Regions from separate parts of the Zea mays genome. Here all the other regions are linked to region 1. A link is a contact called in public Hi-C data. All regions are on one chromosome and are shown on one strand. Each heading gives the region's core, a stretch centred on a gene start, on an enhancer-like site or on the middle of the called end of the contact. The rest is flanking DNA. Distances are from core to core; before and after follow the strand shown.

Region 1 (3,559 bases), core at 479-2,978:
TTTCTGCGGTGTGCATCCAAAGCAGAACAACACAAGACACTCTATTTCTCAGGTGTACTGGTGTAGTAGTGCGCGTTCAATCAGAGCGAAAAGACTAAACCGTATCAGAATTCAGAACACCTGTCGCCACGAACATCGCCCCAGGAGTGCCTTTCGCCCTTTTTCCTGAAGACAAATCCCACGCATCCAACCGTATCAATGCGGCCATGCTTTCAGATCATTATAACAAAAGTTATGCGCAACCGTACCCATCGTTCTCCTCCCCCGGCCCGGCCCGGCCCACCGGACATGGTTCCCGGCCATCATCGTAAAATTAAGGCCGCATCGCCTTTAGACGAACAGCACTGCTGCTCCGAGCACTAAACTCCAGTCCGCATGGACCCAAGCCCGGGATACGCCGGCTGGTGTTCCCGCCGGTGTGACTCAAGACCGAGCTGCCTCGTCGCCTCCCTCCGCGTCCGCGACGTCCTTGTTTATTGCCAGCCGTGAATCGAGCCACCTCGCCAGGTTCGCCAGGAACGGGGTGTAGACGAAGTAGCACGTCGTCGTCCAGCTCACCAGCCCCTGCTGATCAACAACCGAACCCACGCGCAACGACGTGACGCACGCTGGCTAGTATCTAACAGATAATAAAGTCATAAAGGGATGCGGCGTGTGGTCCGACGATCCTGTCGCCTGCCGGAGAAGAAAACGTACCTCGCCGAGCAGGTGGACGTCGGCGTTCGGATAGCTCCAGCACCCAAGCAACCTGCACATGGGATGGGACATCACATCAGCAGAGCACCCAGGCTGCAACAAAGCTGAACATGGGGGGGGGGCATGCGCAGCAGCAGATTGGCAACTGATCCGGGCGCGGGGTACGGTACAAATTAAACATGAAACGACTATCGTAAACTAACTTGATCAGCGGGATCTCCGCGAGCGGGCAAACCGTGCCGACGAGGCAGGCGACGGCGAAGCCCAGCCAGGAGCCATCGAGGAAGAGCCACGCAAACTCCGCGCCGGCGAACAGGACGTAGGCCTCCACGTTGCTCGCCACCCCTGCCCTGTACATCTCCGCGCTCGTCTCGATGAACAGCGCAAGAACGCTGCGTAAACCGAACCGATGCATATCATTCACAGTCACAGCGCGCTCTATATTTCTCTGCTCTCTCTACCAGTGCAGCGCATGGCAGAGGACAAAGAAGAATGACGAGGAGCGAGCGTATCGATCTAGAACGCACAGCAGCGACGTCGCCGTCCTCCGCGCGGTCCCGGTGGCCCTGGATTTCGGGGGCGCCCTCTCGTCCAGGAACAGGTGGAGCAGGCCGACGGTGAGGTAGAACGCGCCGAGCAGGGGCGGCACCAGGACGTGGGTGCGAAGGGCCCCGGCTTCGAGGGCGCCGTTCCCGTACACCTGGAGGCCGACGCGGGAGTGGATTCCGTCGAGGAGCGGGCCCAGGAGGAACCCTGCACCGAACAGCGCCGCCGAGACGGCCGGCCAGGCGCGCCTCTTCGAAGCTGGGACCACGACCGGGGGCGGCGGCTGTCCGCCGCCGCCGTCGCGCAGAGAGTGGGGCGGCTTGAAAGGCCGACGGCAAGGGATCTGGCGATGGTGCCACGAGGGGTGAGGCGGCCACGGTGGCGGAGGGGCGCCGGCGGCGAGGAGCACGGCCACCTGGGCGTGCATTGCATGCCCCTTATCCGGTTATTATCCTGTGGGCTAGGCGGGCCACACTTCGTAGCGCAGTAGTTTCTCGGAGATGGTCCTCAGTCCTGACGACGCATGTTCAATAATAAGACATTTCACACATTCACCGTCTCGTCTTTTTATTTCAAAATCCACTCTCAAACACGGTTTATAAAACCGTTTCATATATAAAAACCGCTACCCACGAGTAACGGTTTACCAACGATAAACCGATAAAAATCGACCGGTTTGACCAATTCAATCAATTTGAATTTGAACCGGTTTAACGGCGAAAAACCTGTGAAAAACCGGTGAAAACCGCTCTAAACCGTCGGTTAACCGCGAAACGAATCGGTTTTTGCTGTTTTTACGGAAAAATGAATTTTTGACAAGATTTATTTGTAGTTTGCTCAATTCACATTGCAAAGTAAATATTAATTGATCCACACGATATGTGTTCACCAAAATAACATATAACATATATATGCAACCATAAACTCCAATTCTCATACAACAAACAACCAACGAACTTCGCAATACTCAAATATAAGTTTTTTTACAACTCTCCATCGAGGCAACGACACATAGGTCGACTTATTTCACAATACTCACATGTTTATCTCGAGTCATAGTGATAGTACTAAGGCATGTTGGAAGGATCGTGATATTGTTCCAATCCGTTATAGCGATAGTGATAGGTCTATACAAAATATATGAGATACATTAATGAGAAAACAAGTACGGCAAATAAATATTTATCCACAGAAAAAAACATACCGGTATGTGTGTTTGGTGTTTGTGTATTGCATGTGCACCTCACCAAGTGTTGGTGTTGGGGACTTGTTCTCAAATGCTTCGAATTAAGAACAAGGCAACACAAAGATGTTAAGTATAAATGCCCTTTCGTCCGCTGAAGCATTATCTCCCCAAGGATTTAATGAGCTTCGGACGAAGGTCATAAGTAAAGTATCACGAAGATTTCACCTTCGTGACCATATTTGTAAGACAACAAACAATGAAAAATGAAATATAAAGTATAAAATATATTCACATGTTTTATTATATGAATATACAAGTATTAAAACATAATATTTAGGCACATTTATACCTTCGCCTTGGTGGAAAGCAATAATTCAAGCGCGACGTGTCAATGATTACAGGATCCCGTGAACACTGCCGGGATACTGTTCACCTATTTATAGGCACAGGATGCAACCTGCGCAAAATTACATTTATGTCCTTTACAATCGACTACAATAATGACACAAAACATCATGGGTCTTTAAGTCAATTCATATTTAAGTCGGTTCAACCCTTCATCTTGAGATTTGTCATTGTGCCGAAGCTTTATAGATAATAGCTTCGGCGTTTGCTTCTGAGAAGACCTTTCGAAGGTGTTCTTTTTAGGATCTTTGGCTACGAAGCATACCCCCAACAGTAGCCCCTTCACGGTGCTAGATCGTTTTTCGTAACGAGCTTGATCCGTGAAAAAGTCTTCTAGGCTTCGGGACGCCGAAGATCTAAAAAACACCTTCCCTGAGCTCGTTGGCGAGAAACGATTAAAATAATCGTCGCGCGCGCCCCATCTTGCACCAATTACGCGCGCGCCAGCGATTCACCTTCTCGGACCCTGTGGCCCACCGTTCAGTGAGTGCGGGTGACTGTTTGTTCGGTGCCGGAGATCTTGCCGATTCACCTTCCCACCTGCGGCACTATATAAACAGACGGGTAGGTGTGAAGTTACCACGACATTCGTTGCTATTGCACTGTTTTGCTGCCAAATTTTTAGTAATAGCCGAAGCTTAATCATCGTGCTCAGACGAAACTTCGCTTGTGATTCTGCTTCGGCACAAGAGTAAGAGCTTCGGAAAAAACAGAAAAGTCAACACC
Region 2 (3,559 bases), core at 465-2,964, 360 kb after region 1:
GTCGATCTATTAGTAGTTGCTGCTAAAACTAATTCTCTCAATATTGTAGTCTCAAAAGGCATAAACATCCTATTGTAATGTCCAAATTTTGTATCAGAGAAAAATAATGATATAAATAAATAAATACATTCATGTTAGTGTTTTAAGAATTTTTGAAACCTTTGGAGATTTGTTAGTTCCCTTTCTTTTCATAATCAGTTAATATTAGTCAAATAACCAATAAATAAATAAAGAAATATACATATCATGCTGAAAATTCTGTTGTGATGCATTTTATTGAAACAAAGAAATCATAACTTAAAGTTGACCTCAAGTTTTAAATAAAATAGAAAAGTTATTTGAATTTTAGGAAGCATTAACTATGCATTGGAAATTAAACTATTAATTAAAAGAATAAAATGAACCTTGCATTGCATGTTGGCAAATCTCTTTGTTTGTTCATTTTAAATAAATTTTGAAATTCAAAATACCTGGTTTGAATTGGGAATTCAAATTCGAATTAAAAAATAGAAATAAAAAGGAATAGAAGAGATAAAGGAAAAGAGAAACTACCTGTGCTTTGGGTGCTTTGGGCCAGAACCGCACTTCTCGGCCCAGAATACCTCCACGCTGCTCTTTTGCATGCTCTGAATGGGCCGAAAATAACCCCCAGCCGGCCCGCCTCTTCACTCCATGACGCTCAGGTAATGGATGACGCGCGTGCCTGGGTTATGCCTTCGACTGACCGATGGGACCATCTGGTCATACACTTGTTTAGGGCATTCACCACATACTGACTCGTGGGCCCGGGGGGGGTCGTCTCCTACCTCTACTCCGAGACGAATGCAACAGTCGCACGAACGCCGTGGATCCCGCGTGTGGGCCAAGTCCGTCGCTCGCGCCACGGCTGCCGAAATCCGCGCATTACCTCGGGGTATAAAAACCGGACGCGATTCTTCCTTGCTCCTCTCAGCCGCGTACCAGGGGAAGCCAGCCGCCGGAGTCGCTCGTGCCCTTATCCAGCCACACGGCGCCCAGAAGTCATAAGCCGTGATTCTACCGCCGCCCCGCAATCAAACTAGCCGCGAATAATAGTCTCCCTGGGTGCGACTGGCCACAGATCGCTCGGATTCCATAACCACCCCTCGCCATTGCCACAAGGAAGCTTGGACCGAGTTGTGTCTGCGCCGTCGTGTGTAGAGGGGTGCGAGTCGGGCGGCCGCCGCGGCGAACCGGTGCAATCGGCCCTCGTGCTTCATCGGGATGCGGTGGCAGGCGTTGGGACCGGCGCCAATCGACGGAGGAGCCGCTGACCGGCGGGAATTGCTCGCCTAAGTTACAGCACCGCCGCTGATCCGCCATTGACTGTGGCCGTGGTGAACAACTACACGAATCTCGGTAAGAAACTCCCCAGTCGACTCGCCTTCGTACATAGAATGTTTGGAACCCTTCGAGGAGGGGCTTGGGGCTCTAGCACGCCGGTTGCAAGTGCTCCGGCGAGGTCCGCCGTCGCGCAGAGAGCTCTGCTCGCCGCCATGCTCCGTTGTTGGGTAGGGAAGAGATGCCCTGACCGTTGATCTTGTAGTGGGCGCGCCAGATTAAAAGAATCGTACCCCTTCGCATAATGGGATCCGGGCCGTCGGATGTTAAACGGAGGGGTAGGATTAGATGATAGGGTAGTGCCTCGGCGTGGGGATCGTGGCCGTTGGTTTCGTAGCCAGCGGCGAGGATGTGATCCCAGCCTCATTAAATCCGGATCTTAGATCTGGTATCCAACGGCTGTGAGTGCACACCGGTTCATAGGGTACTTAATCTAATCTCGTGCGTCCAATTTAGATCGTACGACTGTAACGCGCCCGTACCCCTTCGGCTCGGCCGTTTCGCAAATGAGCCCCTCGGCTTCTACAACAATAAGCCGCAGTACGTCTCGGGTGTGACTAAGTCTGGTAGGTTTTACAGAATAAACCTTGAGCTCCCAGGTTATTGTGTGCGCAGGCCAGAGCTCGGAGAAAATAGGGAAATGAATTTCCAATGTAAAACGAATTCCAGAACTTATTTAATGCATAGAAAGTTCATTTTAGCTCCTTTTTGGTTCATTCCAGTTCTTATAATTTTGTATTAATATTGTCTATAACTACGTAATATTGTTTTAACATAAAAATTGTATTAAAATTGATCTCCTAATTAATCTTATATCAAATACATAAAAACTTTGGAAATTCATAATTTATCCATTTTAACTCTGATTTGATCCGTTCTAGTTGCGTTAGCTTCGTATAAATATTTACTACGCAGTAACAACATTTATTTTACCATGTTTCATTCTTTTATAATTAGATCTTTATTTAACTTTTGTTGGTTAATTTTGTTAATCTGCTTATTAATGTAGTAGAAGATGATATATGATCAATTTATGACTTAGATTAAAGTTGAAATAAGTATTTATAGAATAACCTCTCATATGATTTATATTAACCAATTTATAATATAGTTTAATATTTTAATCACATAAATACTCTATAAAATCATAACTTCTTAACCGTAACTCCGATTTTAGTGGTTCTCGTTCCCACGATCTTGTAGCAACGCATAGTTCATTATTATGCAGTATGTTCTTATGTTTGGTGTGATGTTAATTTTAATTGGGTATTCTGATGCCGATTATGTCGGATGTAAAATTGATAGAAAGAGCACATCAGGGACTTATCAGTTTCTGGGAAGATCTCTGCTGTCTTGGGCTTCAAAGAAACAAAATTTAGTAGTTCTTCCCACCGCCGAAGCCGAGTATATTGCCGCGGGTTATTGTTGTGCGTAATTACTTTGGATGAGGTAAACCCTTAGGGACTATGGCTACAAGTTGAGCAAAGTCCCTCTCCTATGTGATAATGAAAGTGCAATCCGCATGGCGGATAATACCGTTGAACACAGCCACACTAAGCACATAGACATCCGGTATCACTTTATGAGAGATCACCAACAAAGGGGGTATCGAAATTGCTTATGTTAACACCCACAACCAATTAGCCGATATCTTTACCAAGCCACTTGATGAAAAGACCTTTAGCAAACTTAGAAATAAGCTAAATATACTTGATTCTTGGAACTTTGATTGAAACATTGCACACATAGCTAATTTATATACATTTGATCATGTCTCTTTCATTTGGTACAAATACATATTTCTTATTCTTCTTGTGCCAAGGCTAAGACTAATGTGCTTTCAAATATGTCTCTATGATTAGTCATATATTAAAAGAGAAATGGAGTATTCGACAAAGGAAAGGCTTCCACTCCAACTCCGACGGTATCATTTATCATTTGCCATTACTCATGTAACTCTCAATTGGTATAACCCTTCACTCATATTTCTTTTACCATTAGGGGAGAAGGTATTAGGCCCCATAAGGGGAGAATTGTCAAGGGCTCTCAAGTTCTCTGTTTTTTGGCAATTTATGCCAAAGGGGGAGAAAGTATCAAACCCAAAGCAAAAGGACCGCACCACCATTTTTAAAATTTTCAAAAACTAAAGAAAGAAATTACTTCAACTAGTGTTTATTTCAATTGGTATTTGAGTTAGCCT
Region 3 (3,559 bases), core at 420-2,919, 330 kb after region 1:
GCTGACTTTATTTTTGGATGCCCGCTTAGACTGCCATAAATAAGTCATTACTAGGGTCTAGACTTACCCTACATTCACTTGCATATCCATATATAAATCACACATCATCCATTCAACATTCAACACCACATACACATATTGATGTCATTCAATATTCATCAAATATCATTCATCCATCACATTTAAATAAACAAGTTTACACATATCATCCCTTCAACATCATATTCAACCATCACAATAAAATGACCAAGCCTCATTCATAAAGACAACGACACCGGATATCTAGAAAAAAGCCTAACGAAAATTGAGGATCGTTAGAGTTGTGTTCTCTACCTCCTGAAACAAATATATTGTTGATAAAGTCAGTAGCTCATTCATCATGTAATAAAGAGCAAAGTCCACAATTAGAGAACAAATTATGAGTAATAGCATCATAACTAACAAAATGAATGTGTTATGGAGATCTATCAAACTAGCATTGTCTCTAGATGTTCCTACCACTGCTGGACAGGTTTAGGGTTTAGGGTTTAGTATTGTCTATCAAACTAGCATTATCTCTAGTGTTGAAAAAAACACTAGGCAAAGAAACTCTTTATTTAGTGTAAAAAACACTTGGCAAACAAGCTCTTTGCGGAGTATTAAAAAACACTCGGCATGCCCGAAAAAAACACTCGGCAAAGAGCGAATTCCGATAATGATAAGTTAATTTGTAGCGGCTTTATTAGATATCATCAAATATTATTATGGCCACCGAATAACCTTGATTTTCTATAGAGGCTAAAGTTGCGAAGCTAATTTGCATATACACCTTCCTCACATTTGGTATCGCGCTAGTGTTGTCTTCCCTACCGGCACCATGGTCTTCTCTTACCCCGTAGACCTAATTTGGGTAATTTAGTATTGAACTCAATCCACATGTATTGAGGTGGATCGATTGGAATGTAGATTACACTAATTTACAGGGGTCAATTCTAAGCCGTAAGGTGCCCGCGCTCGCCATGTACACACACCAACAGAATTAACAGAGTTAACCAGTACCAGAAAACTAACGAACGACGCCTATTTAGGGCCCGTTTGGCACAGCTCCAGCTCCTGATTCTAAACGAGGATCTGGAGGAGCCGTGCCAAACGGGTATTTTTTAAAACTGATTCTCGTGTGGAGCCGAAAGATCGGGAGTCGTTTTTGTGAAGAAAGGTGGGATCTAAAAAAACCTGCTCCACCCTCCCTTAAAACAGCTCCTCAACCAACCAAATATGGACCTCCCCTTAAAGTTTGATCGAAATTACCCGCAATTGCCATTGGACAAAAACATAACGAGCCAATTTATGGATTAAACAATTGAGACCATTTTATGCACTACTATGATGGGAATATTTTATATGTTATTGTTTCATATTTTTTCCCGTATATGCATCCTACTTATTGGTTTGTAATAAAGTTGAACTGCAAAGAGTAAAACAGACAATCGCTACAGACCACCAACTCTCAGAAGACAAGAATCAGTTTACTTGCCAAATGGTTTTAAAAATGATTCTGATTTTCTAGGAGAATCAAGAGGATCAGCTCCTCACGAGGATCAAGATCTAGAGCTAAAGAAGCAGGAGCTGGAGCTTTGTCAAACGGGGCCTTAGTGGAGTATAAATAGGCCAGCGCTCCACTTGTAGCTCAGGAGCGGATACAAACACCCATCGAAGCCACAGGACGACTACATGTACATGCAACACATAGACTAAATATAGGCTATAGTAGCTAGTGCACCTGAAGGCAATAGGTACCTACCAGCAGGCCAGCAAGGTATAGATAGCCATGGCCATGAAATCTTCATCATTGTGCAATCCATTTGTCTCCTTGTTCTTCTTCCTCCTGCGGAAGCTCGCCGGTCATCGGTACCACCGTGGCAGGATGGCAGTGCCGACGAAGCCGAGCCCGCCGCCGCCGCCGCTGCCCACGTTGGACATGCTACACGGCCAGACCCTAGTGGTCGACGTGGAGGCGTGGATCCTGCGCCCGCCGGTGTCCGCCTTCCCGTACTTCATGCTCGTCGCCGTCGAGGCCGGCGGCTTCCTCCGGGGTCTTCTCCTGCTGCTCCTCTACCCGCTGATGCTCCTCCTCCTCGGCGACGGCGCGCGGGCTAAGGCCATGGCCACGGTCGCTCTCGTCGGGCTGGAGGAGAAGGAGGTGGCCAGGGTCGGCCGAGCAGTGCTGCCCAAGTTCTTCCTGGAGGCCACGGCGGCGGAGGGCGTGGCAGCGGTGCAGGCGGCAGCGCGGGTGGTGGCGGTGACCGCAACCTTCCCGAGGGTGATGGTGGACGGATTCCTGAGGGAGTATGTCGGCGTGGACGCCGTCGTGGGGCCTGAGGTGAGGTCGGTCGGTGGGGTCCTCGCGGGGCTGATGGACGATGAGGACGCAGATGAGGTGGCGGCGAAGACGCTTCGGGCCGTGTTTGGCGACGACTTGGAGGCTGCGAGAAAGAAGGGCGCCGTGGGGCTCGTCGGACCGGCGAGCAGCGGTAGGGTGCACTACCTTTTATGTCCTTACTACTGCAAGGTGAGACCGTACGTGAGAGCAATAGACCATTGCTTACGTACTTACTAATAGATCCTTATTATTGTCCTTTTACACGCTTCTTTACTCAAATTATTTATTTGGATCGTGGAAAAGTAACATATATTAATCGTCCGGTATATGTGAGATGTTACAGTACGTCATATATATATACACACATGTAAAAAAACGTCGCAATATATAACATCCAGCTAAAAATCTGATTTTTAATTTTTATATTAAAATTTAAAATTTACTACTTAGAGAGAAGAACCAGGCAGGCAATACGATGGAAGAAAGGGCTCCATACGGTGGTATATATTGACATTATATGGTGCAATATATAGTGGCCAGAGCCAGACACTGGTGGAGCGGCCCGAGACTTTTTAATATCCAGCAGATTATCATTGTACACGAATATTTATCTTAAATATATAATATTTTCTATAATATAAAAGAAAATCCTTTGCCCTTTGTTGCCAACCAGACTGAGCGCATGCTCTCTAGCAGTCTTTCTATCTTATCCTCTATCACACTCTCTATTTTAAATTTCACTATACAAATAATGCAGTTTATAGCGTACAACACTATTTTGCACGTGATTACATAGAGATGAGGTCGGACTGGAAGAGTGTTTATGACCGTTCTAACTTCTAAGTTGTCAAAACTCAAGTTGCCAATGGAGCCGGCTGGAGAGAGACGTAGTGTAGTTTGGTAAATAAAAGTGTGTGTACTCTCTCTAGTGGAGAAAGCATAGGCATACAGACTCAAACTAATTACTACAGTAGAACAGTTGTTTCATGGAAGATAAAAAAACGCAATTAGCTATTACCTAAGTAATTTAGTTATAATAACGGTGACAGCATACATATTTAGTAGAAGTGTAGCACTGAGCATATGAAGGAAACCATATAGGATCAGTATGCATGTATACATGTAACCACATGCATGTTTGGTTCCGGTCTGCGGTCTCGTCATGCATGGAAGTGTCTTTTTGCTATTGGTTGACGTACC

What was found. Hi-C and Micro-C count contacts between places; a contact is called where the count stands out from the background.
Region 2: a Hi-C map of leaf shows a contact between it and region 1, with 2.8 times the contacts expected there. The contact joins the enhancer-like site here to the promoter of LOC100191717 in region 1. A contact is called at or near these places in 2 of 25 Hi-C or Micro-C datasets (both in leaf).
Region 3: a contact with region 1 is called in a Hi-C map of tassel, with 2.2 times the contacts expected there. The contact joins the promoter of LOC100281738 here to the promoter of LOC100191717 in region 1. A contact is called at or near these places in 2 of 25 Hi-C or Micro-C datasets (ear and tassel).

The regions. Positions count from the first base shown.
Region 1 is chr3:35,203,243-35,206,801 of Zm-B73-REFERENCE-NAM-5.0, forward strand. It overlaps LOC100191717, which reads right to left and starts at 1,729. Exons shown (of 4, transcript NM_001137146.1): 1 at 1,224-1,729; 2 at 900-1,088; 3 at 697-748; 4 at 195-564. The coding sequence starts at 1,669. The coding sequence ends at 424.
Region 2 is chr3:35,561,932-35,565,490 of Zm-B73-REFERENCE-NAM-5.0, forward strand. No RefSeq gene overlaps it. Among protein-coding and RNA genes, the nearest start is that of LOC100281738, 33 kb to the left of the region's middle. Within about 2 kb of position 1,715, at least 17 of the 20 cell types and tissues checked have an H3K27ac peak or open chromatin away from gene starts, as enhancers often do. A contact at or near this core is called in leaf, where this site is marked.
Region 3 is chr3:35,528,598-35,532,156 of Zm-B73-REFERENCE-NAM-5.0, forward strand. It overlaps LOC100281738 (glycerol-3-phosphate acyltransferase 1), which reads left to right and starts at 1,670. Exons shown (of 2, transcript NM_001154658.2): 1 at 1,670-2,548. The coding sequence starts at 1,808.